Regions from separate parts of the Rattus norvegicus genome. Here region 1 is linked to region 2. The links are chromatin contacts, called in public Hi-C maps. All regions are on one chromosome and are shown on one strand. Each heading gives the region's core, a stretch centred on a gene start, on an enhancer-like site or on the middle of the called end of the contact. The rest is flanking DNA. Distances are from core to core; before and after follow the strand shown. Region 1 has its middle 45 kb from the start of Abhd2. Region 2 holds the start of Isg20 (interferon stimulated exonuclease gene 20).

Region 1 (6,867 bases), core at 3,324-5,823, 340 kb after region 2:
AAAGAAACAGCTGTCTTTTTCTCCTTTCCTGCCTTCACATTATGTCGGGAGACTCTTCCTCAATTCAGAAGAATACAGATCTATCTCAGTGGCTGGAGAACCAGCCAGGACAGCCGTCCAATTTGGAACAGTTATGAAGATGCGTGTCCCTTGGACTACCACAGATGAGGAACGTCCCTGGCTTTTCCCAGAAGCGGAAGTCATGGGATGCCCAGAGTACCACGCAGGGTGGTGCACTTTGGTTCCCACTTAAACAGCATTGGCCGCTTGCCTTGGTCTCTATCAGTAAAGAGGGATGACAATGAGTGGCGCTCATCCAACCTTGAGATTTCCTGCTCCCAGGGGCCCTCTAGCGGTCAGATGCATCCAGGCTCTTTGACCTCTCATGGTATCCCCTTAACTGTAAGTATCAAAAAAGCTTGGGTTGGGCAAAGGAACCATCCTGCCTTTGCCAAACTTGGCCCAGATTTAATCTGGGAGCTGGGGAGTTTATTATCGGGAACCTCTGACTTTTACTGGAGTTTTATTAAGTGCCCCAAGTTGGGCTGCTAACGTTTTTTTTAGACCCTCACTCTGCTCTATGATATGAAGAGCCTTTGGGGAAGTTACTGCACTGAGAATATCTTACCTTCACACATTTCTCCCCTTTTTCTCCTGAAACATTCATGGTAGTAAATGTGCCATTAATAGATGCAGCTTGAGAAAATCGTTTTGAATTGTTGCATAAAGAGATAAAACAGTCTTTGCAGTGGGCTGACAACACCCTTGGGCTCACGTGTATGTGAGTGTGTGTCTCCCTATATACCTGACTTCTTCACAAAAAGCATCAAGACTTTCCAAGGGCCTTCAGTGTGGGCTCCTCTGGCCCCAGGCCACCTGGGCTCTAATGTCGAGCAGACAATTCTGACTGAATCCATGCTCAGTGTCCAGAGCTCCGAGCATTACGGAAAGTCCCAGATGTGCTGTCCTAGACTCTGAGACTCACTGAAATCCCTAGGGTAAGGTTCACGAGGAATCACATGTATCTCAGTTTTCTTGACGGACCCCCCCCCCACCTGGCAGAAGGATTTGTCAATCTCTAATTGGTACCCTCGTCTACACCATGTATAAGAATGTCTCAGTGAGCCAGCCTGGTAGCATAGGCCTGTAGTCCTAGCGTTCAGGAGACTGAGACAGGAAAAATGGAAATTATCCGAACCTATGGTCTACTGGAAATCGCAAAGGGAGCCATAGCCATAGGATCTCCATGACTCTGGGCAGCCGCAGGATAACTAAAAGTCCTGATGAGGATCCAGTAGTGGTGGTGTGGTAGAAGCCAGAGGCCTCGAATCAGACCAATCACTCAGTTGCAATGAACCTTCACAAATAAAGCTGTTTGGGCAAAAGGGTGTACTGTGGGACACACTGCAGACCCTGGTGCAACTACGTATGGGTCATGGAGAGGTGGAAAAGACACAGGAGCGGAATGGTAGAAGTACATGGAGAAACTACAGATCAATAGCTGTGATTGGTATGGTATGGCTGCAATCGATAGAGGAGCAAGTCATGGCCAGAGGGTAGACAAGATGGGTTGGTTGATTTGTTTTATTTCAATTTTTCTCTTGAGGGAAGGTCACAAGGTTGGAGGATGGATATGGAAGGCCTGGGATGTAAGTGGGACTGGGGTGCATGATGTGAAATCTTCAAAGAATCAATAAAAACAATGTTGAAAAAAAGCCTTAGAATATTGTGAGGACCCTAAGAAATGAGGACCAAGAAGGAGATCGTAGTAAAACATAAAGAACGAAGTATGGAGCTGAGAGGTGACTCTGTGGGTAAAAATTCACTGTGTGGGGGTTGGGGATTTAGCTCAGTGGTAGAGCGCTTGCCTAGCAAGCGCAAGGCCCTGGGTTCGGTCCCCAGCTCCGGAAAAAAAAATTCACTGTGTGAACTCAGCTAGAGTTTCTACTGCTGTGAAGAAACACCATGGCCAAAGCAACTTGAGGAGGAAGGGTTTATTTGACTTACACTTCCACATTACTGCTCATTATCAAAAGAAGTCAGGACGGGATCTCAAACAGGACTGGAACCTGGAGACAGTCGCTGAGGCAGAGGCCTGGGGGTGGGGGAGCTGCTTACTGGTTTGTAACTCATGGCTTGCTCAGCCTGTTTTCTTATAGAACCCAGGACTGCCAGCCCAGGGATGGCACCACCCACGATGGGCCAGGTCCTCCCCATCAATCACTAATTAAGAAAATGTCTTACAGGCTTGACCACAACCTGATCTTTTGGAGGCATTTTCTCAGTTGAGGGTCCCTCCTCTCATATGACTCTAACTTGTGTCATGTTGACATAAAACTTGCCAGCACATGGTGCTAGAGAAGTATCTAAGAGATATATCCTAAACCATAGGCAGAGAGGGAGAGGGAAAGGGAGAAGGGGAGTGAGGAGAAAGAGAAAGAGGGAGAGGAAGAGGAAGAGAGGAAAGGGAAGGGAGAGGAAGGGAGGAGGGGGAGACAGAGAGGGAGACACAGGGCTTAGCATGGGCCTTCAAAACCTCAAAGCTCAAACCCAATGACACACTTCATCCAACATGGCCCCACCTGCTCCAACAAGGCCACACCTTCTAATCTTTGTAACCCTTTCAAAGAGTTCTACTCCCTGGTGACCAAGCATTCAAACATTTAAGCTTATAGGACCATTCTATCCAAACCACCACCCTGAAAAAGTATGAGGACCAAGTTCTGATCCCCAGACCATGTAAAAAGCTGGGTGTGGCTTCAAGCTTCTGCAACCCTAGGATTAGGGAGTGTAGTCCATAAGCTCCACTTTCTTTGAGAGACACTGTCTCAAGACTAATAACAAATGATGGTGATGATGATGGTGGTGGTGGTAATGGTGGTGATGATGGTGGTGGTGATGATGATGGTGGTGGGTGGTGGTGGTGGTGGTGGTGATGGTGGTGGTGATGATGGTGGTGGTGATGATGGTGGTGATGATTGATGATGGTGGTGGTGGTGGTGGTGGTGGTGGTGTGGGTGGTGGTGAGGGTGGTGGTGATGATGGTGGTGGGTGGTGATGGTGGTGGATGGTGGTGGTGGTGGTGGTGGTGGTGGTGGTGATGGTGGTGATGATGATGGTGATGGTGGTCGTGGTGATGATTGATGATGGTGGTGGTGGTGATGGTGGTGGTGTGGGTGGTGGTGAGGGTGGTGGTGATGATGGTGGTGGTGGTGATGATGATGGTGGTGGGTGGTGGTGGTGGTGGTGATGGTGGTGGTGATGATGGTGGTGGTGATGATGGTGGTGATGATAGATGATGGTGGTGGTGGTGGTGGTGGTGGTGTGGGTGGTGGTGAGGGTGGTGGTGATGATGGTGGTGGGTGGTGATGGTGGTGTATGGTGGTGGTGGTGGTGGTGGTGGTGGTGATGATGGTGGTGATGATGATGGTGATGGTGGTCGTGGTGATGATTGATGATGGTGGTGGTGGTGGTGGTGGTGGTGTGGGTGGTGGTGAGGGTGGTGGTGATGATGGTGGTGGGTGGTGATGGTGGTGTATGGTGGTGGTGGTGGTGGTGGTGATGATGGTGGTGATGATGATGGTGATGGTGGTCGTGGTGATGATAGATGATGGTGGTGGTGGTGGTGGTGGTGTGGGTGGTGGTGAGGGTGGTGGTGATGATGGTGGTGGGTGGTGATGGTGGTGTATGGTGGTGGTGGTGGTGGTGGTGGTGGTGATGGTGGTGATGATGATGGTGATGGTGGTCGTGGTGTGGGTGGTGGTGGTGGTGGTGGTGGTAGTGGTGATGGTATGGAAAGAAATAGAGGACATGTAATGTCAATCTCTGACTTGTATATGCATGTACACACACAAGTACACATATCCTCATGGATTTATCTCTTAGCTACATTTGACACATACACAACACATACTCAATCCAAGGTTTAAGATTATGCCTCTCGTCTTTGTGGAAATCAGAATGAGTATCATTCCACTGGATATAAGTCCACTTCAATTCACTTCAGCAAATAGCCAAAGGAGGATGGAAGGTAGGCCCTCCTGTGGTGATCCCTATTCCTCAAGAGGCTACGGCAGGACCACACACTCAAGACAAGCCTGGGCTATATAGTATGTTCAAAAGCAGGCTGGGCAACTTAATGAGGCCTTGTCTCAAAATAAAGAATAAGAAGAAAGCTTGGTATATGGATCAGTGGTACAGCGCCTGCCTAGCATGTCCAGAGTCCTGGATTGAATCCCTAGAACAACATTCACCCGACCACACACATGCATGCACGCACGCATGCGTGCACACACACACACACACACACACACACACACACACACACACACAAAATTAGTCATTGGTCCAAAGAGTAGACAGTTAAATAGGGCAGATTTGAGCTGAATTTGAGTCTGCTTCAGAGCCACCTACCACCAGGACCACAGTGACAGGAAAAATGTCTCTCCCCTGAGCCTCCACCCCAGTCTCTGATCTTCCTTTGCCTATGGCCTTCCTTCTCAGCTACACAGAAGGGCTTTCTCCGCACGATAGAAAACATGACCTCAGGCAGTCTGGGCTGAAGTTTCGGGCCCCCTGCCAAAGAGGAAGAGACATCTTCCCCATTCCACTGAAAACAAAGCAGAAGTGGGTTTAAAGTGCACCCTCACCCCCAACTCACCCCTGTTCCCAACCAAGCCAGTCGGGGTAATTTGATTTGTCATCTATCTGGAAGCCATTAGTTGAGACTGGGGAGTAGTGTCCTCCAGAAGAAGGAGGCTGAGGGACAAGATGGAGAGCTGGTTCCACAGTTCAGATCACTCGCTGCAGGGCAGGGGACAGCTGGGTTCCCAGAGCCCGCGTGGATGGCAGCTGGGTTCCCAGAGCCCACGTGGATGACAGCTGGGTTCCCAGAGCTCTCGTGGATGGCAGCTGGGTTCCCAGAGCCCATGTAGATGACAGCTGGGTTCCCAGAGCCCGCGTGGATGGCAGCTGTGTTCCCAGAGCCCGAGTGGATGGCAGCTGGGTTCCCAGAGCCCGCGTGGATGGCAGCTGGGTTCCCAGGGCCTGCGTGGATGGCAGCTTGGTTCCCAGAGCCCGCGTGGATGGTGTATAACAAGCCAGGCAGCCACAGAATCACACATTCTCTAGATTCAGAGTCTACAGTTCCCAACAATTACCAAAGGGACACACCCAAAAGCCTCATCTTGGAAGACACCTTGGCAACGTTCAGTTCAAAGCTCTCATTTTCCTGCTGTGGATGCTGTGAGCAGACAGTTTACGAGGTTTTCCTAAGGCCCGGGTAGGACTTTGTATGCTTGGGTGTCTCTCAGGGGAAGGGTCACGACCTGACCTGTATTTCAGGGAAAGATGAGATTGAGGGTCTGTGACTGTTCTTGACACCCACATCCCCAGTACACAAAGAGCCAGGGGTTGGCCAACCTGGGTTACATAAGTGAGTTGAAGGCCAGCCTGGGCTATATAGCAAGACCCTGTCTCAAAAAAAAAAAAAAATCCAAAGAAGACCATGGCGGGAGAAGAGAGGGAGGGAAGGAAGGTTGGTTTTAAACAAAATAAGGGAAATGGCTGAGGACAACAACAGCTGTGCTGTTGTTTCAAAGTCCCACAGGTGTACTGACTTGTGGAGGAATTTCAAAAACTGAGTCTGACCCCACATGACTGGAAATGAACAAACGTTGACTTGAGTTTCATAAAAAGGGACAGGGAGTTTCTGAGAACTTCAGCCTGGAAGCAGGACTAGGATTCGGGCCTCACTGAGGACGGATCCTGCCAGACAGGCATCATTTCTTCTTTAGATAAATTTCAGAACCTGGCAAGTTGTCTGGGGAACACTCTCTCAGACCCCGGGTTTCTGTCTTGTCAAGTCAGAGCTGAAAGTCAGGGATGAGGAGATGTGGGCTGAGCACAGAGGGCTGAGCTGGTAGACTGTGTCCTTGGGGAGTGGGCTCATTATCTCCACCACCAAACCAAACCAAACCAAACCAAACCCCAAGGACAGTAAACTTGCAGCCCTCCAATGAATTCAACCTTCAGACATTTTAAATCAGTGAGGGAAAAGGTTCATAGCTTGGTGGTAGAGCAAGTGCCTAGCATTTACAAGGCCCTGGGTTCAATCCCCAGTACAGTAAAGAATGGAATAAAACAGTGCTAATTGTTGCCTGGAGACCAGCCTAGGCTGTGAGAGACCCTGTCTTTAAAAAAAATGGTGGTTCATGTCTTTAAATCTAGAAGATGGACCCGGGACGCAGAAGCAGGTGGATCTCCAAATTCGAGGCTAGCCTGGTCTATAAGTGAGTTCTAGTACAGCCAGGGCTACATACATGATATATGAGACCATATATCAAAAACAAGTACATGAAGACAGTCTCCACAAAATTGCCTTCCTGGATTTCTGATGGTCCTTGCCTTCCCTCTGCCCAGCATGGCTACCCCTGCCCTCTATGGTTGAAGAAAACATATGCTACTCTAATTTGCCCATGTCAGGACACTCCCTACCGCCACTCACAAGTTCTGCTATCTGCTACCTGTCTGTAAGTATACTTTTGGCTACTTTATTGGGTTCTTTTCCCTACCACCATTATCCCTCCGAACCCCCAACACTAGGTAGGAGAGAAAGAAGGTTAGGGGGAAAGGAGGTATTGATATCGTTAGATTACTTCCTGCTGACTAGGGTCACTGAATTCCTTGGAGAAAGTCCAATATTTGTCGTCAAGGTATCTCCCACTAGCAATCAAGAAAACAGCAGCAAAAACAGCAGCAGCAGCAGGGGGAACAGTAGCCCTCTCTCAGGAGCTTTGGCCTTTTTATAGCCTCTCAGGAGTCCCCAGAGTTCCAAACATAAACTATGTTCAGCTGGCAAACTCATAT
Region 2 (6,074 bases), core at 78-2,577:
AGGGGCAAAGCGGAAAGCAGATCTACATACATTCCCTGGAACTCTCATCCTGACATGTTCTAAGAGCGCTCCTCTTAGAGAGCTGAGTCTGTTTCTGATCCATGCGTAGCTCAGTTTGTTTAGTAGAATACTGAACGTTCCCTGCATGGTAGGTGTAAGCAACAGGCGGCTCCATGTTCAGGGGAGTTTAGTGTAGCTATAGGAGAAAGGCCAGGGGCATCTAGAAGAGTCCAGAGCAGAGAGGGAAAGAAGCAGACTGCCAGTGAACAGGGCCATCTCACGGGAGCAAATAGGAGGGAGGAGCTAGAGAAGAGAATAGCAAGAGAAGCCCGGTGGGGTGGGGGTATTGCTGGTCTTAAAGAAAATGGAGAGAGCCTGGGAGCTAGCATAGTGGAGGAGTCACGGAGGGAAGAAGGTTCCGGAGGCTAGTGCAGAACAGGTGCATGTGAATAGGTACTGAGGGAGTCTGGAGGCCAGCATGGGCTGTCAAATGTAACCACAGAACTATTCTGACAAGCAGAAACCTGACACGTTTCTGAGGAATACTGCTTGAGAACTTTAATCTGTACCCCAGAAATCCTATAGTCTAGCTTGAGCTGAGCCCAGACTGTCATTTTGGACAAAGTCAGTGGGCTTGCCCTTTTCTGGATGGGGTGGGGGGGTGGGGTCTTGGGATTTTTCCTTTTGGACCTAATAATAGGCACCACTCTAAGGATTCTAAGTTCCAGGCTAGGAGACTACAACCCTGTAGGAAGAACAGCCTGGCTTGAGGCCCTCTCAAAGTCTGGTGCTGTTTGTCAAACTCTCCCAGGTGGAGTCTCGGTCCAGCGAGGCACTAAACTGGTAGAAGCCACCAACGACTAGACCCCCTCCTACCCAAACCCCCTCCTGCCCTTCCCAGTACCGGTGCCTCAAGGACAGCATGCTCTGCCCACAGAAAACCTCACAGCGTAGCACACTGGCAGCAGGTCCCAGAAGTTGTGGGACATTTCCCAGGCTCCAATTCCGGAGATGTTTATTCTCTGGGTGGAGGGTGAAAAAGCAAAGAAAGATGTTGCAATCCACTCTGTCCACGTCATCTGAAAGGGAGGAGGGCAGAGCCAGAGGAGGGACAGCCTGATGCAGACAGCCCTGACTCAACCTGCCAGCCCCCTTACCTGTCAGCCTTGAGGAGATGGAACAGCCCAGCCTACTAGGCCTGCCCCCACTCCCCAACTTCCCTTGATAATGAACCAGAAACTGAAACTAAAACGGCTCCGCTTGATGAGTCACTTCCCAAAGTGACTAAAGTAGCTGAGAAGTAGAAACAGAGGCAGAAGAGAACCCAGGGCACTGGGACAGGTGAGAGCAGGTACCACATCGGCGTCCAAACTGGGAGGCAATGGAAGGGGGCTTCTTAGTGGGACAGCCAGACAGGATCAGCAAACTCTGGGACCTATAGCACAGAGAAGCTGAAGGCTGGCAAGAGGCCAGCTTTGCCTGTTGCCAGGTGGCACTGGAGATAATGGGCAGGGCTCAGGGTGTAGTTTGGCAGGGTGGTGCAGGATGCCTGGAGGGTTGTTGGTTCTTGACTGACACCCTGGTTCTCCCCCACCCCCCCCCACCTCCCCATCCTCCAGGACTTCCTGAGGGTCTGAGGAGCATGGCAGACAGCCCAGAGGTGGTAGCCATGGACTGTGAGATGGTGGGGCTCGGGCCTCAAAGGGTGAGTGGCCTCGCCCGCTGCAGCATTGTGAACGTCCACAGCGCAGTCCTCTATGACAAGTACATCCAGCCTGAGGGAGAGATCACGGACTACAGAACCCAAGTCAGCGGGATCACGCCTCAGCACATGGCGAGGGCCACGCCATTTGCTGAAGCCAGGCTAGAGGTGAGTGAAGGGCCATGAGTCAAGTCAGCAGAGGTTGCAGACACCCCCTCCTTCCTCCTCAGCTCCTTCCTGAGGTCTGTGGTCTGCGACTCTCCCGTGAGACATTCCTCACAATTTTGAGGGGAGAACTCCGGGTCTCCCTGTCACAGCCCTCAGCTAGCTAGTTTCCCCTTTGGAGCGTCTATCTGGTCCAGCTTTCCGGTCTTACGATGGGGACATTGGGTCCCCTCTCTTCCATGCTACGCTGCTCTGGTGAGCCTGGGAGATGTTCTGAGGCTGAGTTAGTTCTGACGCAGCAGCCAGAGGCTCCTTGGCTGAAGGAGACTGTGTTCCCAGACTACGTGCTCTGGGTCACTGAAGCCCAAGGTTCTTACCCTTCAGCCTTGTGAGTATGTCTTCCAGACATGTAGGACACGGAGCTGAGCCATGCTAAGGGCTGTCCATCCTCCTCCTGGGCTGCCAGATGCCTGGATCAGGCTGGCTCATCAGCTGCGTAACAAGCAACCAGCCTCTGCCACTAACCCCCACCCGCTGTGGAAATCCCAGTACCCTGATGGTGCTTAGCAAAACACCCCCAAATAGCCCGAACATGAGTAGCATTTGTCACACTGATGCATCTGCGGTTGGCAGGGACAGGTAGAGGGGCAGTGTGTCAGGGCCAGTGGGCAGGAATTAGGTGTAATATTTGCCCGCCCTACGGGATTTTTCTAGGCTTTTCTCCGTGCATGACTTTCCTTCAGGGTTTTCTCAGCCATGGGAGTTCCATTCCCCATCTTCTGTTTGCCTACTGTTAAGATAGGGTCCCATGTAGCTCAGGCTGGCTTTGATCCTTCTGCCTCCATCTGCCCCAAATCCTGGGCTTCCAGACATGTGCCATGGTACCCGGTTTATATGGGATAGAACCTAGGTCCTTGAATGCTAGGCAAGCATTCTGCCAGTTGACCCACACTCCAGTCTTAGTTATCAATCTTTAAAGAGGACTACTACGGTCTTTGCAAATATCTACAATGGTCAGAGGCACTTTGGGCACAATCATTCACTCCTGAGGATCTCCATTGTTCTCTGTAAGGTCCTGCTAAGTCGGGCCTCCTTCCTAACGGAGCTAGTTTTTGTAGCCTCTGAATCGACCCGCCGACTTCATGTGTTAAGACGAGGTGGATTTATTATCTTAGTGTTCTTCAAGGCCTAATGGGACTAAAGCTAAGGAATCTGCAAGACTGGCTCCTCAGGCTCATTCCCAGCTTCCGGAGGTGCTGGGACACCTTGGCCTTAGTCCTTCCTCCATATTCAAAATGACCAACAGCACACAAATTCTCTTCATAAAGAACCCCTAGCCTTCAAGAGTAAGGGCCCTGTGATCAGGGGGACCTGTTCTGGAGCTGTCCCATCCTCTCTGTCCAGTGTCAGGGACTGGATCTTAGAATGTCCCAGCTGAGCTACAATCCCAGCAGAAGTGTCCCCTTTCTAAAATACCATCATCTGGCTAACAATGTAAGTTCCACATGCACCTTTGCCCCGCCCCAACCCCATCCCCGATCTAGGGATGTAGTCACGGATTCTCCTCAGAGGGGTCGGGATAGCGTTCAGGAGGTCATGATGTGCCCCGCCACAGCCGAGTTGCCAAGGAGATTAAAGGATGCAGTCTGCGTGCTGTTTGTTCACAAAGGCCCATCCCATGAGCCACGGGAGCAGCCCAGGGTAGGAATCCTCACAGACTAAGACTGCTTTGAGAAGGGCTTCGGGCCCTGCTTCCCACCCGTGACGAAGGATGATTTGCCCAAGGTCAATTAGCAACCCCAGGAGTGGCTACTATGGGGAAGGGGGAATCCCCAGGCCTGGAGAACCCAGGGTGGACAGTGTGTGAGACAACCTGTCTTCCTGGACAGATCCTGCAGCTTCTGAAAGGCAAGCTGGTGGTGGGCCATGACCTGAAGCATGACTTCAGTGCCCTGAAGGAGGACATGAGAAAATACACCATCTACGACACGTCCACAGACATGCTGCTGTGGCACGAGGCCAAGCTGCACTGCTACAGCCGTGTGTCCCTGAGGCTGCTGTGCAAGCGCCTGCTGCACAAGAGCATCCAGGTGAGGAGCTTCCCGGCCCCTGTGACCCTTCTCTCTCTTCTCCCTCCTCTCTCTCTCCCTCCCTCCTCCCACTCAGGTAAGGAGTAACCTGCCCTTCCTCTTCCTCCTCTCCTCCTCCAAGCAAGGAGTCCTCCTGCTTTCTCCCTTAGTCCTCCCTCTCCTTCCCTGATTCTAAAAGTGAGGATCTTCCTCTCCCTCCTCCCCGTGCTCCCACTCCTCCCAAGGGCAGGTCAGTCCCACCTGGCCTAAGCAGGCTCCGGGTGAGAAGCCTCTGCAGCGTGCTGATTCTAGGCCTCATCCATCCCCTGGGACTCCACGCCAACACTCAAGGAGCCCTTGTGTGGACGACTCTTTCCTCTCCTCCCGAGAGACTGGATGCTTGTATGTGTGATGCGTCTTTGGCTTCAGGAGACCAGAGTCCAGGAAGAATTCAGAAAGTCTCTGAATCCCATGAGTACCCACAGTGAGGGAGAGGGGAAAGCCCCTGGCTCAGGCTTCTTGGTTTAAATCCACAAGGCTTATGCCATGACAGCCGCCCTCCCCACAGGAAAGTGGTGGAAAGCCTGCACCTCCCGTGGCCATAGTGGGACCTGACAGCTGGGGGGGGGGGTCCAGTCCTAGATCAGTCAGTGCTGTTGCTAGGTGCTACCTCCTCGGTTTGTGACATTGGATTCACCCTCACCCCTATAGGAAGAGCTGTGGGTGGGTGTCTTAGTTAGGGTTTTACTGCTGTGAGCAGACACCATGACCAAGGCAACTCTTACAAGGACAACATTTAATTGGGGCTGACTTACAGGTTCAGAGTTCAGTCCATTACCATCAAGGTGGGAACATGGTAGCATCCAGGCAGACATGGTGCAGGAGGAGCTGGGAGTTCTACATCTTCATCTGAAGGCTGCTAGCAGAATACTGGCTTCCAGGAAGCTAGGACTCACAGTGACACACCTACTCCAACACAGTCACACCTTCTAATCGTGCCTCTCCCTGGGCCAAACGCATACAAACCATCACAGTGGGGGACAAACCCTAACAGCCAAATACTACACAGAGGCCCTCCTAGTCAACAATTTCTTTTGTTTGGTTTTCAAGACAAGGTTTCTCTGTGTCGCCCTGGCTGTCTTTGAACTGTCTCTGTAGATCAGGCTGGCCTCGAACTCATAGAGACCTGCCTGCCTCTGCCTCCTGAGGGCTGGGAATAAAGGTCTGTTGGCTCTGCTCAGCTGTTTTGGGGTTTTTGTTTTGTTTTGTTTTGTTTTGTTTTTCCAGCACCGGGGAATCAGACCCAGGGCTTAGAACATAGCGTGCAGAGCGAATGCCCTACCGTGAACTACACCCCTGGCCAGCCTTCATTCTCTTATAGTAGGCTCTGGCTATGCAGCCTGATACTCATAATCCTTCTCCCCCTTCAGCCTTCTGAATGCTGGCATTGCAGGTATATGAATGACCAGCTTCAGTAGCTTTCATTGAGCACCTACTCTGTGTCAGGTGTGCAGGTTAGCATGCCATGCCCCTGTCTAGGAGGAGCTCTTGGTTGAATGGGAGGCCCCCAGGGACAGGCTTTGCCCAGTAGAAGGTAGGGGACAGTGGGGGATAACACTCAGTTGGCAGATTGCTTTTCTAGCATGCACAGAGCCCCATGTTCAATCCCCAGCACCGCAGAAACCAAGCACTGCACGTGCCTGAATTCTAGCACTTGAGAGGTAGAACAGGAAGATCAGAAGTTTCTGGTCACCCTCAGCCACAGAGGCTAACCTTAAAATATGGGGGGTGGGAGAGAGTATCCTAAGGATGGGGAAAACAATGGTCTGCGGAATAAAAGAGTAAATCCCAGCACTGTTTGCAGGACTGAAATTACAGAGGTCTAGAGAGGAAGGAGAGGGCTGGAAAGGGTACATGAGGCCTGGAGTTTGGAGATAACTTGGCTGGGTAAGCGGCTAGTGGCATGGAGCCCCACCCCACATGTGTGGAAATTGTGAAAGAAGCAGGAGTGGGCCTGAACCTGACTGGCCTGTCAGTCTCCTGACCCAGGAGAATGGTCCTGGCTTCTCTCGTAACCCGGGGGCCTGGATGCTGTGATCTGGTGAATCAGGAGCCTTACAGGGATATCCACATACCTG

Evidence for each region. A called contact is a pair of places that touch in the nucleus more often than the background predicts.
Region 1: a contact with region 2 is called in a Hi-C map of mammary epithelial cells, with 4 times the contacts expected there. The contact joins the enhancer-like site here to the promoter of Isg20 in region 2. A contact is called at or near these places in 5 of 12 Hi-C or Micro-C datasets (the A7r5 cell line, Schwann cells, frontal cortex and 2 more).

Annotation. Positions count from the first base shown.
Region 1 is chr1:142,577,943-142,584,809 of GRCr8, forward strand. No RefSeq gene overlaps it. Among named protein-coding and RNA genes, the nearest start is that of Abhd2, 45 kb to the right of the region's middle. Within about 2 kb of position 4,574, at least 3 of the 93 cell types and tissues checked have an H3K27ac peak or open chromatin away from gene starts, as enhancers often do.
Region 2 is chr1:142,238,732-142,244,805 of GRCr8, forward strand. Isg20 (interferon stimulated exonuclease gene 20) reads left to right here and starts at 1,328. Exons shown (of 4, transcript NM_001008510.1): 1 at 1,328-1,341; 2 at 1,620-1,870; 3 at 3,757-3,957. The coding sequence starts at 1,643.